Regions from separate parts of the Sus scrofa genome. Here region 1 is linked to region 2. Evidence: chromatin contacts called from public HiChIP or PLAC-seq data. All regions are on one chromosome and are shown on one strand. Each heading gives the region's core, a stretch centred on a gene start, on an enhancer-like site or on the middle of the called end of the contact. The rest is flanking DNA. Distances are from core to core; before and after follow the strand shown.

Region 1 (6,793 bases), core at 4,154-6,653, 420 kb before region 2:
TCCAAGACCACGTAGTGTTAAATGGCAAAAAAAAAAAAAAAAAAAAAAAAAAAAAAACCAGCTTAACACACTCCAAAACCCTGACTGTTTCCCTCCCGGTCCACTGGCTCTCAGGGGATTGGACTGCCTAATGGTCAGTGTTCCAGCCAAGACTTAGACTGCACAAGGTACCTTCTTCAGAGAGTCATAGCGACCACCTGAAATCACCCAAAGTGTCACAGGGCTATTTTTTATACCACTCAATAGCAAGACTAATGGCAAAGTTCAAGAAATCTAAAGAGCGGTCAACCCTGAACCTGATTACTTTTGAGCTAAGCGCCTTCTCTCTCTGTAAACCCCAGAACAAATTTTAAAATGTGTGTGCAATCAATCACCGCCTTGGCCCCTTTGCAAAACAAATGTTCAAACGGGGTAACAATTCATTATGTGTAACTCTAATAACACGTGTGTAACTTATCCATGCGTCATAAATGTTTTCTTTTGAAAACTCAGTCCTTCTATAGTGCAACTGACTGTGGTTTCAGAAAGCTTCAGTCACTAATAATTGGCTTTCTCCCGGATGTCACTGTTCATCCATCTGTATGGAAGTCACTCCCCCTGAAATAATCGCCAAACTCTTCAAGTCAATGCTGATCCTGAACTCACTCCATCTGGATCCTTTATTCATTCCAACATTACAGTTGTGGGAGTACAGAGGCAATGAGCCCCTGAGTAATTCATCTCTGACCACAGACACGACAACAGTCCCAGCTACTCAGGCCTGAGGGTCTCAGGGGCCTCAGGCACATGGGACTCCATCTCTCCCAGTTGCACCCCCGAGGGGTACAGGGGAGGGAGGCAAGTGGCCACGGTCTCCACTAGGGAACACCCTACCAGGCAAACCACACCAAATCAGCACTCAATCGCAGTAAAAACAGCAACTCGCTCAGTGAACACAGCATCCAGCCCAGCTGCATTGCCTAAGGGCTCCTCTCCACGTCCAACGTCGATTGGAAGCTCCTCCCACAGAAACTTGAGAGCCCGACACCTTTCCCTCCCATGCAATCCCTCTAGGTAAGGTGCCTCCTTCTCTCCCACTCCTTTCCTTTCCCTTGATGATCTGTGTGGTTATCACACACTCTGATCACAGCAAACATTCCCTAACTTGGCTCCCTTACGTCCAGTCTCTCCCCATCCAGTCCATTCTGCTGCCGGATTAATCTTGCTGTAACATCACTTTCTGCAAGTTGCTCCCCTGCCCAAGAACTTAGGGCACGCCATGCCTGACGACAAAGCTCAACCTCCTTAGTGTGCTGTTCAGGTGCTTTACAACTGGACTTCTCTCTTCTGGATTTTCTGCAGGGTCACTGCCCCGCTGATGGTCAATCAACACATCCATCGCATTCCCTGTTCCACCCACAATTTCCCAGGCCCTGCCATCTCGCCCACCACCTGTCAAGGTCGGGTCCTCCATTAAGGCACTTCCTCCTCTAAAAGGCCTTGCTTCCTTGCTCATTATACTCATAAATATCCTCTAAGTGTTTTCCATTGAGAGTGATCTTAAATCCTCTTTGGCACCAACAGAGCACAGGATAAAGCTCACACAAGCGTGCAGCCATGCACACACATGGAAACGTCCAGTGAGCCCTGCCGGACCCCCGGCAGTGATCCCGCCCCTCTTGCAGCACCTCCCCTGCCCCCTGTCCACTTCGCTCAGCAGGTCCTAGCTAGTGAGCTGCTCTCCTCAGTGCTGAGCAAAGTCAGAACCACAGCTCCAGCTGCTCTGATGCTGGGGAGCCCCTGGAAGAAGCACCACAGTAGTCACGGAGTAAAGGAGTGCTCTGGGTTGCTGATTGTCTCTGAAGAGAAAGACAAAGGATGTGATGAAATGCAAAACATCTTTGCCAATAACAATTAGCTCCTGAAGAATTTATGAGTAGCGAGACCAATTCTCCAACACACTATATATTAAAGTGTTTGACCGGTTCTCTGCCATTATTTGGTGAAATACAGCTACACCAAAAATCAGGTTTCTAATGCAACTCAGTATTTCCTATGATCAGACCTAGTTTAAAACATGGTTTTGAAATGTGAATCATTTATCCTTCTTTTATTGGTTTTAGAGTAAATTAAATGGCCATACTCCAATCAGTAGTAGCGTGTATATATGGGGTCTGAGCCTATTTAGAATTAGAACTGAAAAATCAGTTTAGCTCAAAAACCATGAGGACATTTACTCAACATAAATTACAATGGATAAAGCAAAGAAATATCATCAGCACAGTTCGCATAATAACCAAACCGGCTAAAATCACTGACACGTAAACAAAACGTTATTACATAATTCAAACAATTACAAGTATTTAAAAGCTCTAGGAATGATATAAACCAAACTGAGTGTCAAAGAACCACAAAAACAAATGAAACAAAAGAATAAGACATTTACCAGAAATGACGATTTTAAAAATCCAAATATAAAAATGTTATCCCATGCAGAGAACTTGGAGAATGTCAGACCGAAAGTGTCTCGGCACTGCTATAATACGGTATCGAACTCACGAAGATGTCCTTCATAATAACAACGGCACAGAGCTGGCCTGGCCTGGTAAATAACAACCCAGGCTTTAGGGTCAGAGGGTCCTGGGGCCACCTGCTGGCAAGGGTCCGCGCTTGCTGGGTGACCCCAGGTCGCCTATGAGAGCTCTCTGAGCCACAGCTTCCTCATCTGCAAAATGAGAATGGGCCTGCTGACCTCAGGAAGCTACTGTGAAGCCTGAACGAGACCTTACAAAAAGCCCTCGGCACAGGGACCGGCTCACCGTACACCCCCACAAGTATCTCATGTTGTCTCCAGTCACTCGCTCATTCACTCATCTAGAATCTACGGGGAAAACAAAGGCAAGATTTCCATCCTTGCTGGAGCTCTGACAATATGGGCATTTGGAAACCCAGGCTCTGACTGCTACAAGAACTGTGCAGCTAGAAGAGGCAGGAGGAACGGTAGCGTAATAAAAATGCTCTATCTAGGTCTCATACTTGACATCAGAATAAACAAATATATAACACAGCAGATGGCTGTGAGGAAAAATAGAAATTATAATAAAGCACACAGCAATAATACCATCTCTCTGCAGATTACATTCCAAATCCAACTGGCTTTGCTTCTAGCACTCTGCAACATGTCAACTCGGATACCCTAGAAAAGCCCAATTCCATAACTAGCCCTAATTAAGTCACTTAATTCGATCACTTCATTTTTCATGAAGTGACTCTTATCTGTCCAGTATACACATAAGGAGGATGGCAGCTGAGGTGAGATGGCAGAATGACAAGGATGGACCTGGGTCACACTCACAACAGCGTCCAGAAGCTGACAGCAAGGCCAGGCTGGCTACCTGCAACCACTGATCAAGCTGGATATTCAGGTCAGGCAAGGCCTGGGGTCAGAGCTGAATAAACAAGCCCAAGCTATCAGTGACTCTCTTTCTCATGCTGTTGTTGTAACTGTTCATTGCCACCTGCAGCGCCAAAATGGTCCCAATCCTGAAACTTCCCTTGGAGTTCTCGTTGTGGCGCAGAGGAGATGAATCTGACTAGTATCCATGAGAACGCAGGTTCAATCCCTGGCCTTGCTTGGTGGGTTAAGGATCTGGCATTGCCATGAGCTATGGGGTAAGTCACAGACACAGCTCAGATCTGGTGTTGCTACAGTGTGGTGTAGGCCAGCAGCTACAGCTCCGACTCAACCCCTAGCCTGGGAACCTCCATGTGCCTTGGGTGCGACCCTAAAAAAAAAAAAAGGTGTAAAACTGTCTCTTAGCCATACAAAAGCCATGTAGGAACCCAGGTGTGTTGGAGCAAGAAAAAGCAGGGGCCCTCTCTGAGCAAAGACTTTTCCAGTTTATTTCAACTGTCATTGATCAATTGCCTCGTGTGTGTTAGAGCCTTGAGATAAAAATAAGAACTATCAGTGATGCTGTGTTTTCCAACCTCCACAATAAATACACACCAAACGATTATATGTCCAGGATTTATACACCTGGGATTTGAAAAGTGCGAGTGTGTTGCCTGCACTCATTCAGAGACACATCTAAAGCAATGAGGTACCCACGTCCCGTGTTCTCTTACAACCTCGACTTTAACTGCCTCTGAGGCCATTAAGCTTTCACATTTATTCAAACATAAACATGAACGTTTCCCCTTCGATGTCTTTTTTCTCCCATAATAATCCGTACTCTAATTCAAAGAAATGCAATTTCATCGTTGGTTCACCAGGCTGATGTTTGAGAAAAGATCATGTGATGCAAACCATAATGACTAAGGAATAGAATGCAGACTCCACGGGCAGATGATTTCAGGCAATACAGCCATTTACTATAAAGTGCTTCCTTCCCTGATGAAAGGTTTAAGGAAATTAAGCTCTAACTGCAGCCATGAATTGTTACATTTTCGATGTCAGCCGTCCCCATCCTTGCCATTGGTGAATCTCTAACCCAGAAGGGACTCTGGCCACTAGGCAGAGGGGACCGAAGAGTGCTGTGGCCACCATGACAGATTTACGATCATTCTGCTGTGAAGTGTTGGTTTAGCCCTAGCGTGACCCTTGTGAGCGGCCACACAGGGGGCCCAGAGCTACAACTGAAGCAGGTGGTTTGACTTAGTGCTGGATGCTGCACTATAGAAAATTCTGGTTTTACTCACATCCTCCATCAAAAGCGATTTTTTTTTCTGGCCAAAGCCTATCGCCATCCCTGTCTACAAAGAGTTGCAGGACGCTGACCTCCTGCCAACCTCAGGTCTCTGAAGAGGCAGAAGCCATTTCTAAGGACACAAGTGACCCAGAGATCAGCATTTGCAAAGGAGGGAGTGAAATATCTGCAGAAAAAGATCAAGTGGCTCTAGAATCTGTTTTCATCTAAACTCTGAATATGTGGAGATGGAAAGGTCAAATACTTACGGCAGGCAGAAAAAAAAAAAGGCTCTTGAAATAAGAAAGTCATATCCCAGAATGGATCTAAGGAAGGAACAGCTTCACAGGGACACCAGGCTTTCTGGATGCTCGGCCCCTTAGGAGACGGACAAAGACCTGGAAGGAAGCTGATCCACCAAAGGGAAAGCGGGTGCAACGAAGGGGAGAGGAAGGCAGTGGTCAGACAGTCCTGCGTGTCCATGTCGGGAGCCAAGGGCAGAGGACAAGCACAGGAAGCACAGGCGAGAGGTGGCGAGCCCGCAAGGACAGGTCCCACTTGCCCTCCAGAGAGTCACAGGCACGATGGCAGAGCGGTGACGGCTGTCAGGAGAAAGCGAGTGTGAAGCCAGAGCTGGACACCAGCCCCTACCCGACCAGGGCCGGCCAGCTGCCCCAAAGCTGACACGGCCTGGCTGCCACATTCCAGGGGGAGGAGAGGGACTTGGCACGAGGAAAGACTGGCGCGAACGGAGCCGAGCAGGCGCCCGAGTCACACCCGTTCCAGGGAACGTGCTCAGAGCCGGTGTAGCAGGGCGAGCCCAGGAAGCGGCAGAGTGAAACACAGCCCACGGATTGTTCTTCCCAAAGTTTTTCCAAGTCCTGAGGGGGACATAATTCATGGTCTACCAGAGTAAATGATCTGCAGTGTAATATACGGTCTTCTCAGAGATACTCCAGGGAAACAAAAACCCAGGAAAATAACACCACTGTCAGTAATCAGGAAGTGACCAACAGCACCCCACATGACAGAAGACTGGAGAAGCTTCAAGGTCCTTGGCAAATGAACACACTCTTTCAACACTGCCTTTTTTTTTTTTTTTTTTTTTTTTCTTTTTAATAGTCATAGGCTTTGTTTCCCAATAGAAAACATGGACCGGTTTCCCTGCTCTGTTAGTTAGCAATTGGATGTACCCAGGCTCTATATCTAAACAGTTGCCTAACAACTATTTCTCAGACATGGATTGATCTAAAAACATGCACAAAAGAGAAAAATAAAGGCAGCTCTTTTTCTCTGTAGGTAGTAATCAAGGTGATTTGTTTGGTTAGTTGGGTTTTTCTATGTGTATTTTTTTTTTCTTTTCCAGAAGAAAAGCAGTACTAGCTCAGTGTAAATGCCAACTTCTAAAAAGAAGTAGGTACTTTTTAAACAAGAGGAAAATATTCCTGATGTGGGAAGGAGATTTTTTTTTATGTTGATGAAACATTGTTCCTTTAAATGGCAATTGACAATAGTCTTACTAACATGCGTCACAAAAAATTATTCCCAAACAATTATAGCAGAGCTTTGTGTGTTAGCCAGGAAAAAAAAAAAATCTTATAGAACTGAAGATTACTGGGCAAGATAAACACCAGAATTTAGTCATCCAGCTTTTATTTACCACCTACTAAATGAAAGCCTACAAAATTATCCTAACTGTAGAATATATACCACGTCAAAGATCTCTTCAATGATATTTGTATTTTATTATACAAATGAACTTCTAAAATCATAAATCCACAGACGATTTAAAAGGTGATTAATCAGGTTTGTTTCCCACCACTAGTCAGAGTTTCTTCTCTAATTTAAAATGTCTCAGATCGAACCCACCTCGACGAGGATAATACCTGCACAGATATTTTCACTCTATGGCTTTATTATGTTTCCAGCTTATCCCTAGAGTCGAATGGTCTCCCAAAGTGACTCTAAGTTTTACTTCCCTCTTTTCACAGCCACCATTCTGATCCAGCCTCTTCACTTCCTCACACTGGACGTCTTTAATTTCTCCAAGCTTTGCATTTCATAAAGTCCCTAGACCATGAGTTTTCAACTGCTTGTTCACGCCCCTGACTGGGGACCTCATCACT
Region 2 (6,878 bases), core at 1,184-3,683:
ACTAAACATTGACACATATCACAGGCTAACCAGAAGAGTCACTTTTTTTATTATGGAATCATAGAGTGAAAATTGTCTTTCAACTTTGAAAAGCTCCTTTTTCCCTTCTGAGGCCAGTTTTTACACAAGTACATTTCAAGTAAGCACCTCTCTTTAAGTCATTCCCGCAATGTTATAATTCAAATTTCTCTTTGCTTCCTTTCTCAGTGCCAGTAGTGTTTTGAAAAACACATGGCACAGCAAACATCATGGAAAACCCACTCGTTCCATTAAATGTCCATACAACTGCCTTTTTACTCCTCTAAGCAGCGCATTGCTAAGCAGAAACTTAAAACAAAACAAAACAAAACAAAAAAAACCCAAAAAACTTTCCTTGAAGAAATACCTAATATTTCTTGGCAAATTCTATTTGGTGTTGTGGTACAAACACACAGTGTAAAAAATTTCAAGGGATACGTAAGTTTTCTGGACAGTTGCAGGCCCCTTTCTTTTTGAAAGTTTAGAGCTCCAATACCCTCAATTCTACTGGCAGAATTAGGATGGACTTAGAGGGTCCTAAACGTGACCGATTCACTAAGGCGGGGGGCTACAGCTTGCAGCAACGTGCTCGGCAACTTAATCCTACGCTAAAAGAGGGCAGAGAGCGAAAAAGAATGGAATACAAACTCTCCCGACATTCGTAGTTACTTTCAAGGTGGATTGTGTATTTTAAGGCTGATGGGAACGTCTGGTTTGGGGAGCAAAAAGAAGAGAAGGTAAGTGTTTGTCCTTGTATCCACCAGTTCGTAGAGAAACAATGAAAGAACAAAGGGAACCACTTCTCCATCTGAACATTTTCTGAATCTCCCTCCGTTTCAAGCCAAAAAGCTTGCGAGGGGATTCGCTTTACTCTACCGTAAACAGTTGTTGCTAGGCTTGCTGAAAGAGAAAAAAGATGGGCGGCAATAAATATAGTAAATATAGACTAAATAATAATAATAATAATAAGGCTGGCTGTGGCGAATCTCCAGCTCCAGCCGCAGCAACTTAGAGCAGAAGTTGCTAAATGCAGGAAGGGAAAGCCCAAGAAAGAGGCTTTACATTACAGATTTCGAACTCAGTCATTTAAATAGCCTTACTTTTAAATAGCCTGACTTGCTTTTTGAAAGGATTTCTGTGCACAAAATGTGTAGGTTACTGTCTATGGGAAGAGAGCGGCGTCCTGTTTAGTTCGAAAAATGTTCTCTATTGCTAAATGTGGACTAGAATTTTTTAAAAGGAAAGGGGATTCAAGTATTGACGCTACTGCTTGCTAAAAGAAGAAATGGCAGTGGTGGCTGGGAAAGGAGAGGCGTATTTAAATGTATTTGCTTTTGGGTACGGTGGTTATCGGCAAGTCCGCCTTTGTGGGTCTGTGTGGCTGAATGAGTAAGTGACCGAGTGCCATCGGCATTATATAAATGGATCGGTGTGTGTGGGGGAGCCCCCAAAGCCGGCGAGCACGTGAAACACATTTTAACTGCCCCCCAAGCGGCGACCAAGCCCCCCCTCCACCCCACTCCCAAATCCGTATATTACCTGCCCAGTTACAGTGACACATGTTTATGTTTATAGTCCTGGTTTGTAGTAGTGTCAAGAGCCGCAGCTAGAGGAGGGGGAGGAGAGAGGAGAGGGAGGAGTAAATGCAACCACCCCCACTTGTTGTTAAAGCAAATTTACTGCGTTATTGCAAGCCCGGTACGGGGGGCTGGGAAGTGAGTTGAGAGGAAGGGTAGAGTTGGGTTGTGTGTTGGCGGTGGAAGGGGGGTGGGGTTGGAGATCCGGGATGGAGCTTCTCTCTCCAGCGGCCCGGGAAAAGCAGCTCGGTCAATAGGGGAGCATGCTGGCGCGGTGGAAAACAAAAAGGTTCCTCCAGCTCGCAGCGTTCACGTGGGGGGCTCCGCACGCAGGGCTCCAGGGCCCTGACCTCTGACCCCGGCTCCTCTCCGCGCTCTCCCAGTGCCGCGCGGCCACTTTTTACCCAGGATCCCTCGCGCGGGCCGCGCTCGTGCCGAGCTCGAGTCCTTCTTAATCCTCCATTCCCCGATTTCCATCCCCTCCCCCTGCCGCCAGCCCCGGGGGAGGATTCTCCGGCAGGGAACCCCCGCCCCACCCCCACCCCGAGAGTCCCGGCCGAGGAGGCCGCAGTCGGGGCGAGTGGGGCGGGGAGTGCAGAGCCGGCCTCCCCTGCCGGGCCGGGCCTGCGGGGGAGGGGAGGGGAAAGGGGGGAAAGGGGAGACGAGGGGGGGGGGTGCCGGGCGGCCCGGCCCCGTTGCCCGGCCGCGGCCTGGACCTGTTGACTGCTATTGGTCCGCCTCGACCCGCGCCCTCTCCTTGCCCGCAGCAGCCCCGGCCCTTCCGCGGAAACGTGGGGAGGAAATAATGATGGCTGTTCTCTCCGCCTCCCTCCAACTTTAGTTTTTTCTTGGGGGATGAGAAGGCAAAGTAATCTCATCCGCTGCCCCATCCTTTCTCATAAAGTACTGTCATGCGCGGGCCCACCGCCCTCCCGGCCCCCGCTATTTAAAACCTCCTCTCTTCCCCAGACCAGCTCCCCTGCCCGGAGCCCGAGGGCCCTCGACACCCCCGCTGCGCCTCCCCCCGCCTGGCCCGGCTTCGTCTTCAGCGAGTTGTGTTGCTTTTCCTCCCTAGAAGCTCCCTCGTCCGCGTTCCACTTTTTTACCGTCCCAGGAGGCGTAAGATAAAACCTCTGATTTGCTGCGTGCTGCCGGACACATTCTCAGCCCTCGTCAAAATGCATTTGATGGAAAGTTGAAAATAACAGTATTTAAAAGGAGGAAATAAAAACTGAGGGGAGAGTTCTTTTGCCAGGTTAGACGACATAAACGCATTAAAATTAAAAGAATACAAGATGTACTTAAAGTTGAAGATTTCACTGGATTTGCTGTATTTCCTTCTAGAGTTTGGCTTTCCTGGGGGAATCTTTTCCAGAGGGAAAGAGCAAATCAAAAGTAAGGTGGAAGTGAGACATCTCAATCACTTCTGAAAATAAAGGAGAAATTCAGAAAATATGTTAAGGAAATAGCGGGAAAGCGGCCGCAGCGAAAGCTGGAGTCGCCGAAGGAAGAGCCTCGGTGTCGCAGCCGGAGGAAGGAAGGCCAGCCGGGGATAGGAAGGAGACGCGCGGCGGCGGCGGCGGGGCGAGCGCCGGTTCCGGCCGGGCCGCGAGCCGCGGAGCTTGGGAGGAAGGCAGCGGCGGGCAGTGCTAGCGCGAAACCGCGGGCGGGGAGGGCCGTGGTGGGCGGGGGCCGAGCGCGCGGCCGGCGCCACAGAGGAAGCGGGATCCCGGCCGCGTTCGCCCGGCCGCCCCCATTGTTCGGCCCGCGCGCCGCTGTTCGCCGAGCGCGTCCTTCCCGAGGGAGGGGTCCAGCGGGCGGGCTCGGCCCCCACCCCGCCTCCCCGAACTCCATCGCTCGGGCCGGGTCTGGTCGGCGCCGCAAGTTTTATGATCAGTGTGTCCGATCGCGAGTGGTTCCCAACTCCAGACCGCGTAGGAAGGAGGCTTCACAACGTGCTGCTAAATTGGAGGAAGCTGGGCAAGCCTGCGACTTCCACGTGAAAAGAAGAGGGAAAGCAGCATAGATAGATGTTTGTAAAGTGATGACTAGATAGAGACAAATGCGGGCAAATTTTTTTCTGGATCTGGAAAGTTAGAGCCGATCGTAACCTATTTTAAATCTCTTTAAATGTATAGATTCGTAAATGAATGTCGGGATTCAAAGGAGTTCGGAAAAGCACATTTCGCTGTCTCTATTTGTTATTATTCAGCTCTTTGTTGTATACAAGGAGTCTGATTTTAAAAGGCTGGTTTGAGCTACCCCTAACAAAAACAGGCATGGTTTCTTAACGTGAAATGCATTTTCAAAATAACAGTGAAATTCAAAGGGAAAAACTTGTCATTTGCTTTTATATCACGTTTTGGAAAGAAAGAATTGTAAGCCACTTACGAAACTCTGCCTGTTTTCCTTTGTGAGGCTTGTGGAAAAAATATTTCTGGCAAGCGTCACGGTTTTTAAAAAACGAAGATTTCCAACAAGTGCTCGAGAGTCTTGAAGACAAGACCAAAGTCATCGTGCGTGAAAACTCATGAAGAAATAATTTCAAATCCTTTGGCCCAAACCTTATTAGGGCAAGAGAGTAATTTCGACTTAGATTTATAATAGACTTTGCGGAAATTCCTTCTAAAATACCCATTACTACTCTGTATATTATACAGCACTGTTTCCCAAGGTGGATTTTTAAAAACCAATTAGAATTGATCTCTAATGGAATATTATATATACGCGTCATCATGAAAACATCATTTGACAAGAGTTTTGAATTACAAGAAAGAAGTTAACAGATGATGTTCATAAATAGCATCTGTTTGAAAAGAACCCTTAAGAGTGAGTTAAAGGTAGTGGTGGTTGTGATTTTGCATTTGAAATGCTATAGAAGTGGTTTGCATTTTTAACACTTTCATTTTGCGGATCTTCTTCCTAAACTTGCATTTCCTCATGGAAATCATTCAGTTATTTCGAAGTATAGGGAGATATTCTTATATAAGGAATTACTGGAGGTGGAATTATGGAAAGGTTTGAACAGAAAAAAAATTGGTGTTGAAAATTAGTCTCAATCTGTTCATTCCTTCCACACTCATCCTCCCATAGTCCCCCTCCCCAACTACTTGGATTCAATTTACATTTTTTATTTATAAGCCTTTGAATATTTAGAATAGCTTTGTAGGTTTATCTGCTATGTAGTTGGTTGTAGAAGGTGAATCTTTTTACATCTTTTAGTGTTTCAAGCGTTTGGGGGGTTTCATTTAAATTTAAAAAATATGTTACAAGTCATGATATACTTGTGAGAAAAACAGCAAATGGGCGGAAAAAAGGGCATGAATGGGGGTGGGGATGGAGAGGCACAAGTAACATTCCAGGTTAGCCTTTGTAATACCTTTCTTTAGTTTTCTGTCATTATACTTTCCACTTGTGCCTGCATTAAAGATCATGGCTTTTTTAATTGGGGTAAATTGCCACCATATAAAAATTGCCTCCAGTTTGGCTCTTACGTGCCACAGTGAGGACTGACAAAAAGTGATCGTAGGCTTGTGTGTTTAATTCGCCAGGAATGTTAAGCTTCCTAAGATTCACCCTATGAGGCCATGGTGGTCCTTGGCACTGTTACTGTACAATCAAGAGGTAAATATATACATTATAGATCCAAAAAATCCAAGATGTACTAGGCAAACAGTTTATAGATTGAAGGAATAAAAAAATGAATTTGTCAATCTCATTCTTTCTGGGACACAATGCAGTTAATTAACATATTCTTGAGCTTGTTTCTGAATTTGGTCAGCAGTGGCCCCTTTCAAAGAGGAAAACATTTAAATCTTAAAAAGTAATCTTCTTTGGTCCTAATGGTATTTAGCAACTCAGTTTAATTTCTGATTCTTCTTTTTTTTTGAATCTAAGGTATGTTTGATTTCTTGCAAGGTCCTCTTCCATTTCAAAAACTGATTTTCCTCTTTTCCATGTCCAGAATCTTTTCACTCAGATAACCTTATTGTATCCTATAAACAGACACTTAAATATGTCACTTTAATCACACTTTAATTATAACAGAAATGCAAATCTTCAGTGTCAGCTAAAAAATGGGAACATGGACCTTATACTCCTGCCCTTCAATTATATTGATGATACTCTGAAAAGTCAAAAGTGTAACACCTTTAAGTATTGTGCATCATGGAAAAAAAATAGTCCAATTTTGAAACATCATTGAGGTTTATGTAATGCCTAGAGGATCTAAAAGCATCTTTTAGGTATTTTTCTGTTGGTAATTAAGTGGTGCTTTTCCCCAAAATGTAAATACAGCCAGTGTATATCAATTTTATAGCAAATGAAGTAGCTATGAAGGCAAACGCAAGATTAACCAAACTAAACCCTTTAGAGTAAATATTAGGCCTTGATTCTTAAAAAAATTTTTAAATTTAGATTACATACAATTTAAATTTCAGAATTACCTAACTAAACTTTTTAACAATTCAGTGTGTCTAACAATAATATTTATTATGATTGATTCTAAGTTAGAGTCTATTTTGTAAGAAATGATGACTTTTACATGGAAAGGTGGTTAACATTTGAGGGCTATTTAAGTACAGACAATTCTCAAGTACCCAGTATAGTATACTCTTTAGCTATATTAATTTCAACTATTGAAAATCTTTAAAGAATCCAATTTATCTGAAAATTTCTTAATCATTACTTTGAAATTAGTTCAGTTGTGCATACAAAATAAAGCCTTGCTTTACTCTGAAGAATAAAGCTCAGACTGCAATTAGCTTTTAAACATCAACACTGCACATTAAACCAATATTTATTGTGGGCCTACTATGTGTAAGACACTTGCTAGGTGGTAGTGAGTAAAAAAAAAATCACCTAGTAAGATTAATATGCTTCATTAAATGGAATTTTCCAAAAGCCATTAATGGAACATCAATTGAAAACATAATTGCAATGAATACTGTTTAATGAAATTTCTAATAGTACTTCATGATATAGGTGCTATGTGTGAATCTGTACCTATAAAGACACAATATTCACTTACTGTGAGATAAATAACAAAACTAGTTTCAGAAATGCTTCAATATTCTAATCATATTAGCATAAATATATGGCTCATAACAAACTTTTCATGTAAAAGGAAAGAAACCATGGGAAACTCATGAGCAAAACAAAATTTTGTTCAGAGATTGCTTTATGTAAAAGAGGGTAGGTCTTAAAGTTTGTATAGATTATAAGAAATTGCCATATTGCTTTTTCAAGCCAATTTATTTAGAAAGAAAATTATAGTTTCTGATG

The links. HiChIP or PLAC-seq counts read pairs in DNA pulled down with a chosen protein or histone mark.
Region 1: an H3K27ac HiChIP or PLAC-seq map of alveolar macrophages shows a contact between it and region 2. The contact joins two enhancer-like sites. A contact is called at or near these places in 2 of 2 datasets of contacts at active chromatin or transcription factors (alveolar macrophages and skeletal muscle).

The regions. Positions count from the first base shown.
Region 1 is chr10:53,745,716-53,752,508 of Sscrofa11.1, reverse strand. The region is part of intron 3 of NEBL (nebulette); the gene reads right to left. Among named protein-coding and RNA genes, the nearest start is that of C10H10orf113, 100 kb to the right of the region's middle. Within about 2 kb of position 5,403, at least 41 of the 83 cell types and tissues checked have an H3K27ac peak or open chromatin away from gene starts, as enhancers often do. A contact at or near this core is called in alveolar macrophages and skeletal muscle, where this site is marked.
Region 2 is chr10:53,318,861-53,325,738 of Sscrofa11.1, reverse strand. No RefSeq gene overlaps it. Among named protein-coding and RNA genes, the nearest start is that of MLLT10, 6.9 kb to the right of the region's middle. Within about 2 kb of position 2,433, at least 76 of the 83 cell types and tissues checked have an H3K27ac peak or open chromatin away from gene starts, as enhancers often do. A contact at or near this core is called in alveolar macrophages and skeletal muscle, where this site is marked.